2 separate regions of the Rattus norvegicus genome follow, and region 1 is linked to region 2. Evidence: chromatin contacts called from public Hi-C data. All regions are on one chromosome and are shown on one strand. Each heading gives the region's core, a stretch centred on a gene start, on an enhancer-like site or on the middle of the called end of the contact. The rest is flanking DNA. Distances are from core to core; before and after follow the strand shown.

What was found. Hi-C and Micro-C count contacts between places; a contact is called where the count stands out from the background.
Region 1: a Hi-C map of frontal cortex shows a contact between it and region 2, with 1.9 times the contacts expected there. The contact joins the enhancer-like site here to the promoter of Plekhg3 in region 2. A contact is called at or near these places in 2 of 12 Hi-C or Micro-C datasets (frontal cortex and mammary epithelial cells).

Annotation. Positions count from the first base shown.
Region 1 is chr6:101,052,163-101,059,497 of GRCr8, reverse strand. It overlaps a transcript of Sptb not described here. Among named protein-coding and RNA genes, the nearest start is that of Plekhg3, 57 kb to the right of the region's middle. Within about 2 kb of position 1,472, at least 31 of the 93 cell types and tissues checked have an H3K27ac peak or open chromatin away from gene starts, as enhancers often do.
Region 2 is chr6:100,994,659-101,002,047 of GRCr8, reverse strand. Plekhg3 (pleckstrin homology and RhoGEF domain containing G3) reads right to left here and starts at 3,083. Exons shown (of 19, transcript XM_017594466.3): 1 at 2,468-3,083.

The sequences.
Region 1 (7,335 bases), core at 223-2,722, 59 kb before region 2:
ACAGGTAAGTGTGAGGCCAAGCCAGAGAGACAAGGCATCACAAGAAGCAACACTCGGAATGAAGTCGGAGTGTTTGGGGTCTGGTCTCTGGTTCTGTTTAACTTGTGTGGCTTTGGAACCTCCCCATCCCATCCCCAAGTCTCTTCTCTTGCCTTATAAAGGTCTTTCCGTAGGGTTACAGAAAGTCCACATTCCCATGTGTCAGTGATGCAGCCTTTCAAGGGAAAAGCTGGGGGAAATGACTTTCCTGTTTTCCTCCCATCTGCTCCTAACTCTGAGACCCCCAGCAAATACTGTGAAGCAGGATGGGGAAGGAGAGGTGACAGCCTAGGGCATTTGGCCATGTCCCTGTTTGAGGGAAGAGCTGAGGTTCAAACCTGCATAGTGCCAGCAGTGGAGCCCTGAGGGGTCCTGATTGTTTCTTTGTGCCTTCAGCCAGAGTGTAACTCAAGAGGACGTTCTGACAAGGGGCCGGCACCCTCTCTGCCGTATGTGCCTTCCCTTCCCCTGGGAAAGGGTCTCTGGGCTCCCCTAAGTGTTCTTCATCGCCCAGGCCTTGCTGACTCAGACTCTCCAGTGTCTTATTTGAGGGAAGGTGTTTTCTCCTAGGAGGGAGGAGCGTGAGCTCTCATGGTGTTAAAGAGTGCGAGTTCCCTCCAAGCTCAAGACCTCTTCCTACACACCGCTGTTTCAGGGTCCCTGCAGGGGTGCTGGGATTACAGGAGTGACACCCCTTTATGACATGGATGCTGGCTGGGGGTTGGAGGGCACTGTAACAAGAAACAATCTCAGTTTGGAACCAACATACCCTTCCTGACTCCAGGTCCCCAGGCTAGACCTGGTGTGCAGTGTAGGGGGACCCTGGGAACAAGGCCACTCCAAACAGTATCCAAGTGGGTGTTCTTCATGGTCAACCTTGAGCAGGAACAGTCTTACTCAGGATGGTTCACAGACACTGCATTTTAAGTGTGACCTTCCATGAATGGCCACACAGCCGACTTCCCTTGAGACAGGCTGAGCGTCAGAGTAGGGCTGTGGGGTGATCTGAATCTTGCTGGTCTTCCTTCCTGTCTCAGAGGCTTTGGGAGAACAGCCAGCACTTGTGAGTGAGGGGCAATACCCCAGGGACTGTGCAGGCACTGGGATCGGGGTCTATGGCCACCTTTGTGGCAAGGCCTTGCTAGCTCCAGCCAGTTGCCCCCAGCAGCCCAGAGCTTTACTCAGCAGCCAGCAGCTGGCAGTAGGGCTCTGACGTTGGCGGATGCTGTGGGTGGGGGGCAGCAGCTGTGTTTCTTCTTGCCTGAAGAGCCTTCCCAGTCCTTGCCCCTCCCCACCCATGAAGAGCAGCTTTTTCAGACATTTTGCCTCAAATGCAAATCCTTTGTTCCAAATGGGCAGTCTCAGCCCAGAACAGACGTCAGCTTTGCCCCAAACTTGGGCGTGTTTCTGTCTCCCCAGGATGCCTGAGTCAGCGTGGCAAGGGTGTGTCCGCCTGCAGTCTGGCACTGCGCCCTGGCTCCCTGGAGAAACCTGCTCTCTTTCTGGACATTACCCACAGCAGGGTGTGCCCAGCTCTCTCTTCCCTATGCCAGATGCTAATGTCTGGTCCTTCTGCTGTAAAATCTCCCCCAAGTTCCTTGTTTCAAGCTGTATGTCCTCCTGTTCCCCGATACTGATGGACTCAGCATGAGACTCAGCTCGCTAACATTTGGAAGGACCTCAGAAGTGGATGGGGAACCGGTGGCCAAGATCCAGGTCACCAAGAAACCCAGCCGCCACCAGCTCCTCTAAAGTCAGCACACAGGTCATGCACATTGAAAACCACTCTGAAGACACCTCCCTCGCTCTCCTCTGGGGACAGTGGACCAGATCTCCCGTGTCCAAGAGAAACCTACAAACTGATTCCCCACTTCCTTTTGCTTTGTTCTGGGGCCTGTACCATCCTCCCTCCATCTCACCCAAGTGCCCCAGTAGACATATCAGATGACAGCTGGCCATTGGGGTGTAGAATTGAGCCTCTTTACTTCCAAACCCCACTTCTGGGAGCCCCTCACCATCTCTTGGCCTGCCATCTGCAGGGCTGCTTGCCATCTGCCACAGTTTGCCTTTCCTTCCCCACCCCCACACTTCTGGTTCAGCACAGCCTCTCCTTTCTCCTTTGGGGTCTCTGTCTACCCCAAGTCTTCATGTGTCCCTATCTTTGGCTGCTTTTCAACTCGGCAAACCGAGTCTTTTTCTTCTCTTGAGAACAGCTGTCTTCAAGCAGCCTTTACAAACTGTCTAGACATCCCTTCTTTCTCAGAGCCCAGGAGCCAAGACATCAGACACTGGGGAGAATAAACATCCTGAACTGGCTCTGCTCACCCGGCTCTCACCTGGTACTGTTCGGTTGCCTAAGGCATCTAGCACTGTGTCTTTTGTGGTGCAAACCCCATTTCCAGCTCCTTCCAGTGTAGCTTGGATGTGATTGCACCACCTTAACGAGTTGGCCACATGCCTTATGTAAGCTGGCACATCTTTAGACTGAGAACCTCATCGGGTGATATTTTCTTCAGGAGCCATGGTACTTCTATACACACACAAACACACCTAGACTGAATAGAAAGAGCATTGTGTTTGGAGCTAGGCAGACCTATTTCCCACCTTTGTTAGATATGTGACTGTGGGCAGGTTTCTTGTTCCCCCTAGTCTGTACAACAGGCTGAAAGGCTTGCAAGACAGAATGTGTGTAGAGAACTTGGCACTTAGCACATGGTCATTTAGATACCGTCATCCTCACCCGGACCCTTCATCTTTTAGAAGAACCTTCCCCCATGTAGACCCTAACATTACCAAGGTTGTAGACACTGACCAGCCTGGAGACCTCCATCCTTGACACTCCCTCTATGTCTGTTCTAGGCTAGTGTTCCAGAACTTATGTCACTGCTAATGTGGAGCAGTCTATTCTGAGGTCCACCCATGCCCCCTGGCTCTCACCAACATTAACAGTAGAGAAAACTCTGTCAGCAGGGTCCTTTTGCTTACGGGTACATCTTAATTCACTGAGCATCACTGTGGTCCTGAGTCAGGATATTTTGGCCTGTGGAATTAATGGTCTGTCTGCAGTCCCCCACACCACCTGCTGGCGGATCCTGGAAATGCATTTTTTCTTTTTCTTTTTCTTTTCTTTTTTTTTTTTTATAAATTTATTTTTTAAGATTTTATTTTATTGTATGAGTACACTGTAGCTGCCTTCAGACACACCAGAAGAGGGCATCAGATCTCATTACAGATGGTTGTGAGCCACCATGTGGTTGCTGGGATTTGAACTCAGGACCTCAGAAAGAGCAGTCAATGCTCTTAACCACTGAGCCACCTCTCCAGCCCCCCCCCCTTTTTTATATTTTTTATTTGCATTTCAAATGTCATCCCCTTTCCTGGTTTTCCATCAATAAACCCCCTATCCCATCTCCCCTCCCTCTTCTTCTATGAGGGTGTTCACCCACCCCTTCCCGCCTCCCTACCCTGACATTTCCCTACACGGGGTGGGGGTGGGGTGTCCAACCTTGGCAGGACCAAGGGCTTCTCCTCCCATTGGTGCCCAACAAGGCCATCCTCTGCTACATATGCAGCTGGAGGCCTGGGTCAGTCCATGTGTACTCTTTGGTAGTTTAGTCCCTGGGAGCTCTGGTTGGTGGCTATTGTTCTTATGGGGTTGCAAACCCCTTCAGCTCCTACAATCCTTTCTCTAACTCCTCCAATGGGGACCCCGTTCTCAGTTCAATGGTTGGCTATGAGCATTTGCCTCTGTGTTTGTCATGCTCTGGCAGAGCTTCTCAGGAGACAGCTATATCAGGCTCCTGTCGGCTTGCACTTCTTGGCATCAGCGATATTGTCTGGGTTTGGTGACTATATGTATATGGGCTGGATCCCCAGGTGGGGTAAGCTGGAAATGCATCTTTAAGTTGGTCCCCAGAAGAAACATAACCTGTTCTGTCCACTTTCCCACCTCTCAGTATCTGTGAGGAAGGTTCCCACTTTCTTGTTCACTTCCCCCACAAACCCAGTTTCCTGGCCCCAGTGCTTATGTGACTTACTAGACTTTGCAAGGCTCTGCCAAGATTCCACCAAGACTCAGATGGCTATCCTCCCAGGAGCCAGGGGTCTTTCCTTGTTCAGCCTCAATCTCAGGGGGTCTTTTCTTTTCATAATTTCCCTCAATCAGCAACCAATTCCCTTCTCAGACATGGTGCCAGCAGCTGGTACACACATCTTCCTAGCAGATACCTGTTCTTATCTGTTTAACAAATCAGCAAATCAACCTCTACTTCGGGCAGTGTCTCCTCCTACTGCAGGCCTACCCTGCCTGCCTGACCCCAGAATTTCTTCCAGGTACTCCCACATTCTCTTCCAGGCTATCCTGAGCTCCTTGGGTGATGTCCTGTAATGACACCCCTCAATGGTGCAGAACCTGAGTGTTCCTGATGATCAAAGCCTTTTGGCTGAGTACATAGAAGTCACGGGGCTCTGACCACTTCCTCAGCCGAGTGACTATGCGAAGCCTGTCTGTGTCTAACATGCACCTCTGCGACTAAGCAACTATGAGCCCCAACCAGAGGCTACTCCTCCTGACACTTCTACCAGAGAGTCCTCTGCCTGACAGTGCAGTGGACCGCCTCCTCGGTCTGCTGCATGCTTCCAGGGAAAGTAAGGGAACTGCCACCTCTTCTTGTCCCTTCCCTAGTTTATTTAACCTTGGAACCTGTTTTTTCTTTTTCTTATTGTTGTTGTTGTTAAGACAGGATTTCTGTGTGTAGCCCTAGATGTCCTAGAACTTGTTCTGTAGACCAGGCTGGCCTCAAACTCACACAGATAAGTCTGCCTCTGCCTCCTGAGTACTGGGATTAAAGACCTGTGCCACCACCACCAGGCAAGACTTCTGTCCCAGATATCCACCCACATGATCATGTTGGATTGGTCATCGTTCAGCTAGCTGTTTGCTGGGAACTCTTTGGTTCATCTAACCTTGAAAGAGACAGTAACTCTTTCAGCAATACTGCAGGCCTCAGATTCATCCGTGGTAGATTTGGAGCTAGGCCCAGGCAGCCCAGGGAATGGCTGTGTCTTTGGTGAACCACTTGGCTTCTTTGACTTCCTGACCACCTGCATGCCTAGGCCTACCCTCAGGGACTTGTGTTGCCTCCCTTTCAAATTTGCAAGACCTTTTTGGGGCAGAGAAATAATGCTGTGGACTCTTGCCCTGAATCTGCTAACCTACTGTGTGATCCCAGATCCTCCCTGGACTTTCTGGAGCCCAATTTTCTAATCTCTGGTAGGACTGGCTGATTCGGTGGTTCCCAAGACCTCTTCACAGTCTCCAAAAGTCTAAGAATTGTCCTCTTGGCTCCCTTTGCAGGGACTCCATCTGTCCTTGCTACCTCCAGCCTTCTCTGGTGGGACCTACTTTCCTAATAAGGCCAACTCCATCTGCCTCCTCCTTGAGACACCAACTGCTGGTAAAAGGCCCTGGGGGACATTCCTTATCTCAACTGAATTCCAAAGACCTCTGCCCATGCCCATGCTTCTGACACAGTGTGCAGTGCTGACCTTAAGCTAGGAGGCTGCTCTCTCTCTCTCACTTCCCTACTGTTCTGTGAACTTTGCTTTGTGAATCAGAACCCCCCTTTCTGCTTTGTTTCTGCCGACTGAGCATAGGTAAAGTCTTCTTGAGAGTCTTCACAAAGTTGTGAGATCTTTGTAAAACTCCTAACATGAGTTACCAGGATCTTCCCTTACAGAACATTTGTTGACCTCAGCCCTAGCTAGTGACTTCGAAGACACTTCGTGTTCCTTTTCAGTCTCTGTGAGCTTCATGATTGAGTCCAAGCTGCCCTGAAGGACTCTCCACATTCACCACAGTTCCCCTGTTCTGTCTGGAGCCTTGGGATATTCCTACTGAAACAGCAGAGGAAGTAGCAAGGGGGACCTTGCCTGCCAGCAAGCAGCTACGATTCCCCATGGAGGGTCACTGAGGCATCCTGAGAACCCCATGCTCTAGGGAAAAGAGTATTTGAGATGGTCATGCTGACTACACAGGCACTGGCCATACAGCTCAGAAGAGCCGGGAGACAGATGGGTTTGGCAGGATTAGGATCATAACAGCCAACATTACTATCTTACTCTGAATCATAGACTTCAAATCACCCAGCAAGTCACAGGTACCACCTTACAAGTAGATAGTATCAGGAAGGGTTACTGACTTGCTGGGTTCTCTGTTCTCAAGATGGAGGTCCAGAGATTTCATTCCAGGCCTGTCTGACCCAACATCTGGGCTTTGGGTGTTAGAAAGGGTACAGTGGGGCACAGTTCTATGGGGAAGGGGTGGGCTACTATGGAAGGGTTGTTTCTTTCCTTTTTCCATCCCCCTCTCTTCCAGAAGTTGGCTAGACTTCTTTGGGAGCTGAAGAAAAGACAAACTCTGGGAGCCTCTCCACCCTCTCCTGCATCCACCTCCCTCCCAGCAGATTTTCTGTGTGTCTCCCCAGTCCAGGAGGGAACTGAGGACTTCCAAAGCCAAAGCCCTCCACCGGCATCCTCATTTTTGGCTCCTCCCTCTAGGGTCTTGACCTTTGTGTGGGGTTGGAAGCAGGATGCACTGAAATCCACTCCAAAACCAAGACCAGAGAAGAAATCTTTGCAATTCCTGGAAAGCCCCGTGTTTCAAAGCTAACTTGTAACTCAGCCAAGTCTGCTTAGAACACCCTGGCTCCAGCCTAGGCTAGGTCTCTGCCTGGTATGCAGCAGCAAGAAGTCAGCCCTAGCTGAATGCATCTTGATTTTTAAAGGCCACTTTCTCAAAGAATTAAAGGCATAGGAAGCAAACGCAGAAGGGCAGAGGCTGGGAGAGGCGCAGTTGAAGGCAGGTTGTAAGCAGCTGGTGGCTTCCTGCCCTGCACCCGTGTGGCATCTTCTTCCAGACATCAGCTTCCTACTGGCTCATCTCTAGGAGGGGCATTGCGCTCACAGTTCTGCCCTCTGGACAGAGTTCCCTCTCCTGGGGGATAAGAAAGCACAGTACAGGCATCTCAGGGCCTTTGGAGCCTTGGGGACAATGCTTGCTCATGGCAGACACTCTTGAGATACAACCCTCAAAGGATTCTAAGGAATGAAAGTAGCATACAAGGCAGGCCTGCCCAATTCTAGAGTACATTCTCCTAATTACTTTGTATACCCACTGACTAGATAGATAGATAGATAGATAGATAGATAGATAGATAGATAGATAGATGGATGATAGGTGTACAGACGGATGGACAGACAGACAGATATAGATATATCATCCCAAAAGCCATTAAT
Region 2 (7,389 bases), core at 1,834-4,333:
TTTCGTTTTCTGCTCATTTCCCCTCAAGTAGAATTCTGCTCCACCAGGTCAACAATTGCTAAAAACCTCATTTCAGTCACTTCCAGGCCCCTACCCCACCCCCGATGCCCAGTAACCATAGATAGAAGATGCTAAATAAAAATGGATGAATAATAGATCTAAGATGCGTGGATATAGGAAGGAGGGAAAGATGAGAAAAGAGACCCAGTGTGTACTGGGGAGCATTGGAGGCCCCAGGATAAGCCTCCAGGTCTGTCGGACCCAGGACTCCAGAAGAGCTTCCTACTGTAGTAATGCCAAACCATGTCCTGACTCTAGAAACTGGGGAGGGAGGGTAATGAGTAGGGAGGGCTACAGCACTCGAACAAAGGCCTGTGGACACGCAGCTGGCCAGAGAAGCAGGACAGGACAGTAGCCAGGGCCAGAGAACAGCCTGGGATGGCTGGACTGAAGTCAGCCCTCCGTGCAGCTGCAAAGACAACACCTCCCATCACCACAGTCCTCTCCACCCACAACACAACAGAGAGCAGCTTCACAGTTAACCCTTCAGGGCCCGTGGCGGCCTGTGGCAACCTCTCAGTCTCAGGACCAGAGCCTGTACAGGGTTGTGAGTGGGTGGGAGTGGCAGGCCTTACATCTGGGACCCACACCTTCCCCCATTCCCCCTTCAGGTCTGGTCATCTCTCAGGCCATGACCTTTGGCCTGTTCTAGTGTAAACACGGTGACCCTGAGATAGCAGTGGGTTTGGTAAAGCCAATGTTTACTCTGGGACTAAGATATTACAAGCCAGAGAGTAAACTGCTACAATTAGCTCCTGGTGTCCACCATGTCCTGTGTCGCACATGGGGCATATCCAGCAAACACTTAAGGGCCCCTTGCAACCACTACACAACACACAGCTCTTTTTTTTTTTTTTTTTTTTTTTTTTGGATAGGAGTTTATGGAAAACTCAAACAGGCACTTTTTGTTGTTGTTACCACAACCCCTATAAAGAAAAACAAGTACTCTGTATAGAACCGGGGTCAGAAATGGTAAGTGAGTTGGGAAGAGGGCAAGATCTGGGTTCAGGACAATCCTGTAGGAAAAAAAAAAAACCTCAGACCCAGTCAATCTTTGATGTGGCGCAATAGGGCCAGCATTAAACCTCTAGCAAAAAAAAAAAAAAAAATCCTGTCCAGTGGTCTTCCCAACTCTCCTAGCCAGGCTACCTCTGATAAAAGTCAACAGAAACGCCCCAAGGCCGCTCTAAAACACTGACCACCCTTATCAGCCCAGACTAAGTGGAGGGGTGAAAGGAGGCCCTGTTTCATTCCTGATTCCCAACACTATGTGGGAAAAGTCCAGAAAGGGGGCCAGCAGAAGCAAGCAGGCCTTGTTAGGAGTATGTCTACAAATGAGAGACGGGGTCTGTGAGCCATGCAGTGAGCTGTAAAGGAATAGCAGTAGCACCACAGTTAGGCACGAGATTCCAGTTTAGCAGAGAGACTGGAAAGGAACTCTTGGGAAGGCCAGGCACAGCACTGGACTGCCTCTCAGGCTGCCATTATACTCCACACTAATTATTTCTGAAGGTTAATTGTGACTGGAATGCATTCTTGACCAGGCACAGCTTTGGAACCCCAAGACTAGGGTTCTCTGTAAAGTGCTCCGGTGGTGATCGGTTGCTGGGGGGTTGGGGGTGAGAGTGGGGGATCAGCGACCTTAACAGCCCTTAATCTACCAAGAGTTTAGTGACTCTAGGTGATACTCTAACACAACTTTTAGCACCACCTCTCAAAGCCGCTTTTCTCCACCCTCCAACCACCACGCCGCTTGCTCTGTTTTTTTTTTTTTTTCCTCCCCTTTGTTTTCAAAAGTAGCTCCAGAATAAAACGTTGCCACGAAGGAGCATCTTGAACAAGTGAAGCTTGCAAGCCTTTTGGCTTCCCAAATCGAAGAACTGAGAGAGGGGTGCAAATGGCCAAACCAGATGGAGGGGAGGGGAGGCTGTTAGGAGCAGCATGAAGGGGTTCTAAGTTTGCAGCTTCTGTACACTCGGCTTCTGACACCCACTCTAATCCGCCTGGACAGGCAGCTGAGATTCCCAGAAGCACGGTGTGGCATCAACCCGGAACAGGCTGAGTGCCTGCGCACTCCAGGGCTGGCGGGACCAGAGGCGAGTCCTTCTAGAAGGGACCACAGACTCAGGCAAGCACGAGCTCACGGGCGTCAGTAAACACAAGAGGTGGCGGGAACGTCGAGAGCTGCCCGGATTTCAAACTCTGTAAAGCTTATGCTGCTTTGGTTTCCGGGGTGGGGATAAAAAATGACTCCCCTTACGACCTTCCCGCGCGCTCCAACCTCCTCTGAGTGCGTCCGAAGCAGCCCAGGGCCAGTTCCTCATCCCACAGAGGGCTAGCCTGGGGTCCCCGCAGAGCGCCGCCACTCAGCCAAACGAGCACGGGCAAAGGGAGAGGAGACACTCACCAAGCCGTGGCCGCCCCGCCGGCTCGCGACGCGCCAGGCGCGCGGGGCTGCCCAGGTGGCGCGGCGAAGCGGGTTGGAATTTGAAAGTCGCTCTCGGAAGCCGCAGTAGCCGCCGGCTGCTCCCGCCCACGGCTGGCCGCCCCGGGGTCCCAGCCTCCGCCCGCTGCGAGCACCCAAACTCCGGGGGACCCCCGGAATGCGCACGGTTCCCCAGCACACGGCAGGAAGTTGCGGCCGAACCAGGTCCAGGCTGCGGCGGGAGGAGGGAAGGAGGGAGCAAGCCAGGGAGGGGCGGACCAGGAATGTTTCCAGTGGGTGGAGACTGCGCTCGCGGCTGAGATCCAGCAATTGGCGGCTCTGGGGGGACCGGGGAACCTTCGCGGCGGAGCGAGCAGGCTGGGTCTCGGGTTGTAGGCAGCAGCCGCCGTGGCTAATGATTAACCCGCGTGGCCCGGCGTGTGGGTCCCTTGCCACCTGGAACTCTAGGATCCCAAGACGCACGTGGATGGTTACTCTAGTGTCACCGCCCTGATCTCACGCCGAGAGGGCAGTCAAAACCTCTAGACTGGGTTCCTTCCGACTAGAGAGGACTCCGAGCCCAGACCCCTAGACTTCCCGGGAGAAGCACTGGTCTAGATAGCAAGGACGTCCTAGTCCTGCTGGAACAGGTCACCACGACCGCTGAGTCAGAAAGGCACGTCTCGAATTCCTCACCGAAACTAGGGCTCGGTGGCTCTTTACAGTTGTAAAATCTTACCTTCTAACGAGAAAGAGATAAGCGCATAACTTGGGGCGGGGTGGGGCGCTCAGCGGGACTGTTGGTGAGAAAAACAGATTGAGGAACCTGAAAGGCTGTGGACCCCATTTTGGCTATCAACAAAAGGCATGCACTGGGAAATTAGGAGATGAGAAAATTGGGGGGTGGGAGGGAAGTGGTGTATCACAAGAACTTAGACTACAGACAAATTAAGATTTGGTTTGGCTTTTTTTTTTTTTTTCTTGGAAGCAGGATTTCAATTAGCTGAGACTGGCGGGGGTCGGGGGAGGGCGCTGTGATCTTGAGCGTAATGATTCTTCAGCCTCTATCTCCCGAATGTTGGGATTACTGATGTGCACCACCTCGTCCTAATCATTGTTTTTATTTTTTTGATTTGAGACAGGCCCACACTTTGTAGCCCAAGTTAGCCCAGAACTCTGGGTGATCCTCCGGAATGCTGGAATTATAGGTGTGCGCGCTACTACACCTCACTAAGCCTAAATCTTTCGTTGGTAAAGATCTGAGGGGAAGTAGTGGTAGATGTTGTCAGAAGAAGTAGTAAAAATCCTAAATGGCTTATAAAATCCCCTCCTCCACCAGTACCCTTTAAAAAAAAAAAAAAAAAAAAAGCTGCTCCGAGGAAAAACAAGCACCTAGTGATTTACGGGAGGGGCGGGGCAGAGCGGAGAGGAAATGGCTTTCAGGTGACTTTGAAACGGGATCCCTGGGAAGGGTAAAGATTAAAGCAGTCCTTGCTCCTGACTGCGGGAGACGTCTCTCCTGGAGGGCCAAAAAATAAGGCCCACATAACTTAGTCCGCAGGTAAGGCCTGAAGAGCGGCAGGCCGGAGGACAGCACCGGTGAGAACTGAGATTACCGGGAAGAGACGGGAGAGATAAAACTACTGGGTGGGATGAGCAGGAGATAAGTCCCACTCCTTCCCACCTTTACTTTCTGGGTTTCTGGTTTCTTCTTTAATCTGTTAAATCTTAACAGTTCTTTCCTACTGATCTTAAACTCTCAACTTCCAAAGATATCCCCCCCGAAGCCCCACCCCGAGACTTAAACTTTTGAATGCACACCTCACTCCTTAGCCAGGAAAGAGAAAAAAAAAAAAAAAAAAAAAAGAAGAAGAAGATGTGGATGATAGTTTAGGGAATGGCTACCAAGTGCATGGCACGTTATAACCACTTAGGCAGGAATACACTTAACTCCACTTTGTAGGAAGAATACTGAGGATCTGGGGATGGAGCAGTCTGGCCAAGATCCATCACCTCAAGGTGTAGTCTGAGGGGGCGACACTGGAGTGTTTACTGTGTCAGCCTTTGAGAGTTTTACAAGAACAGTTGTGGTTACAGAAGGAGAAACTGAGGTTTGGTCATACAGCTGGTGGGTGGTAGCCCTGGGAGTCTACTCACAGGGAAAACTACACTTAGCCAGCCAGCTTTCTCCACTTCCTTCTAGACACTTATGTTAGAGTCCATCCTGAACGTGATTCCAAAGTTGTTTCTAATTGCTTTAATTCATGTGCCCGTTTCCTGAAAAGATTGTAATCTCACTGTGAAGAACTTGATAGGAAGCATTCGATGAGGCAGTGCTGAAGCCAGATGAAACAACCGAGGGTTTCTGAAAAGTCAGATCCTGCCTCCAAGAGTCAGTGTCTGGACCAGGGTCTCAAGCTGCTGCCCCCTCTCACCTTGGAGCCTTTCTGCCTTCCCACCAGTTCTTGCTTCAGCGAGCGGCCTCACCCTGCTATTAAATCATTTATTATTATAATAACACCCTGAGTCTCAGTAATGCCTTTAATCTGAGGTCTCAGAGTGTCTAACAAATACAAATTAATTCATCTTCACAGCCCCTCCACTTGGAAGGGAGAATGGAGGTGTTCTCCCTAGTTTATGGGGGAGAAAACCAAACAACCAGAGTCAAGATGACTCACGGGAACCAACGCAGGGTTTCTCATGCCTTCCCTCCTGAAAGCCTGCTACCAACCCTTGCATGAAAGTTTCAAATCCCAGACACCAAGGCCATTGAGTTTTCACAATAAAGGACATTTCCAAATTGTCATTTCAGCTGCTCTATTGTGAACTTCAGGAAAGGGAGGGATGTAAACTCAGAAGATAGATCCCCTGGGGCTGTATTCCTGGCTTTGAGTAGGAGCCTTGGCTTGTTGCTGCCGACCGGACCTCATTCCCAAACATGGAAGAAATCCTTCTCAAAGGAGACCCTGTTACACTCTGAAATCTCTGTACTTTCAGGGTTGCAAGTTTTGTTTTAGCAGAACCTAGCGTGAACAGGGCTCTGAGTTTGAAGCCCAGCACCACAAAAAAACAAGCAAGAAAGTGTGTCACACACAACAAAAGGAAATAAACTTCACAGTATCAAACTTTTCTGTATTAAAAGAGCGACTCTCTAGGGCTTGCAGCTCTGTGGTGGGTTGCTTCTGTAACATGTATGAGGTTCTGTAACTAGGACTGAAAAAAAATTTGCCAGGCATGTTAGTCCTGGCAGTCAGGACCACATAATGACCTAGGGTATAAGATAGAGACTTTGTCTTTAAAAAAAGGAAAGGGGTTGGGGATTTAGCTCAGTGGTAGAGCGCTTGCCTAGCAAGTGCAAGGCCCTGGGTTCAGTCCCCAGCTCCGGAAAAAAAAGAAAAAAAAAAAAAAAAAGGAAAGAAGCCAGGTATGCTAATGTGTACATACATTTTTTTTTCTTTTTTTCGGAGCTGGGGACCGAACCCAGGGCCTTGCGGTTGCTAGGCAAGCGCTCCATTAAACCCAGCACTCCAGAGGCAGAAACAAACTGATGATCTCTTGAGGTCACGGCCAGCCTGGTCTACATAGTGAGTTCCAGGATAGCCTAGACTACATAGTAAGACTGGGGGGCAGTAGGGGGTGGGGAGAATGGGAGAAATGTACTGTAACACACACACACACACACACACACACACACACACACACACACAAGCTCTACAATAAAAAGACAACCCATCTTTAAATGTGTAAAGGATCTAAATAGACATCTCCTCAAGAAGCTATATAAATGGACACCAAACACAAACCTACAGCTTTATCAGAGGATATGCAAATAAAAACCACAAGAACCCCGCTGCATCTGAAGCCTGTAACAGGCAGCATGTGACCATGAGTGTTCATAAGGACTGGGAGAAACTGCAACCCTCTCACACAGGTGCTGTGCCTGCTTTGCAGAACAGTCTGGCCATTCTTCAAAGATTAAGCATAGATTTGCCTTATGACCCACAATTCCAGTCCCAGGAATGTACCTGGGAGAAATGAGCACACCTGTCCACACACCACTGTGGACATTAACACTCAGAGCCTCGAGTTGTTCGTAGCAGACCCACAATAGAAACTCAAATAGCCATCCACTGCTGATAGAGAGAATGCCACGCATAGAACGACGTCTCCATTCACAGGTGAGCTTGAAAGCCTACTGCTGAGAAATCAATCACAAAGAACTGAATATTCTATAACTCCATTTATACGAACTGTCCAGAATGGGGTTGGAGGAAGGAGGAAGAGCTGCTATCCAGTTCAGAACTCTAAAATACAGTGACAACTGCACTGGTTATTCTTAACTGCTGAGTTCGGGTTTTGTGTTGGAAATTATACCCATGCTAAACATGGGTTCTCTCACTGAGTTACACAATAGCCAGACTGTACATTTTAACTACAGTTTAAACAGATGGCTCAGGCTGGGTTTTGACAGGGAAGGAAGTGTTTTGTTCTTACCATTGTTTATTTGTGCTGGGACTTGAACCCATAGACTCATGTCTACTAGGCAAGTATTCTACTGAGCTACATGCCTGGCCCTTTTGCTTTGTTTATTTTTTATTTTGAGATAGTCTTATTAACTTGCCCAGGCCACTCTTGCACTTACTTTATAGCTCTCAGACAAGCCGTGGGGCGGTGATCCTCCTGCCTCAACTCTCTGAGTACCTGGTATTACAGACCTATGACGCCAGACCCAGCTCCACTCTGCTCTGGAAATTCTGGGCTTAAATAATGCTCTTGCTTCCAGCATCTTTTATGAGTAGCTGCCTCAGTCTGCGTATTAGTCAGGGTTCTCTAGAGTAACAGTTTATGGAATGGATCTCATAAAGAGAAAGAGGGTTATTAGAATGACTTACAGGCTTCCGTAA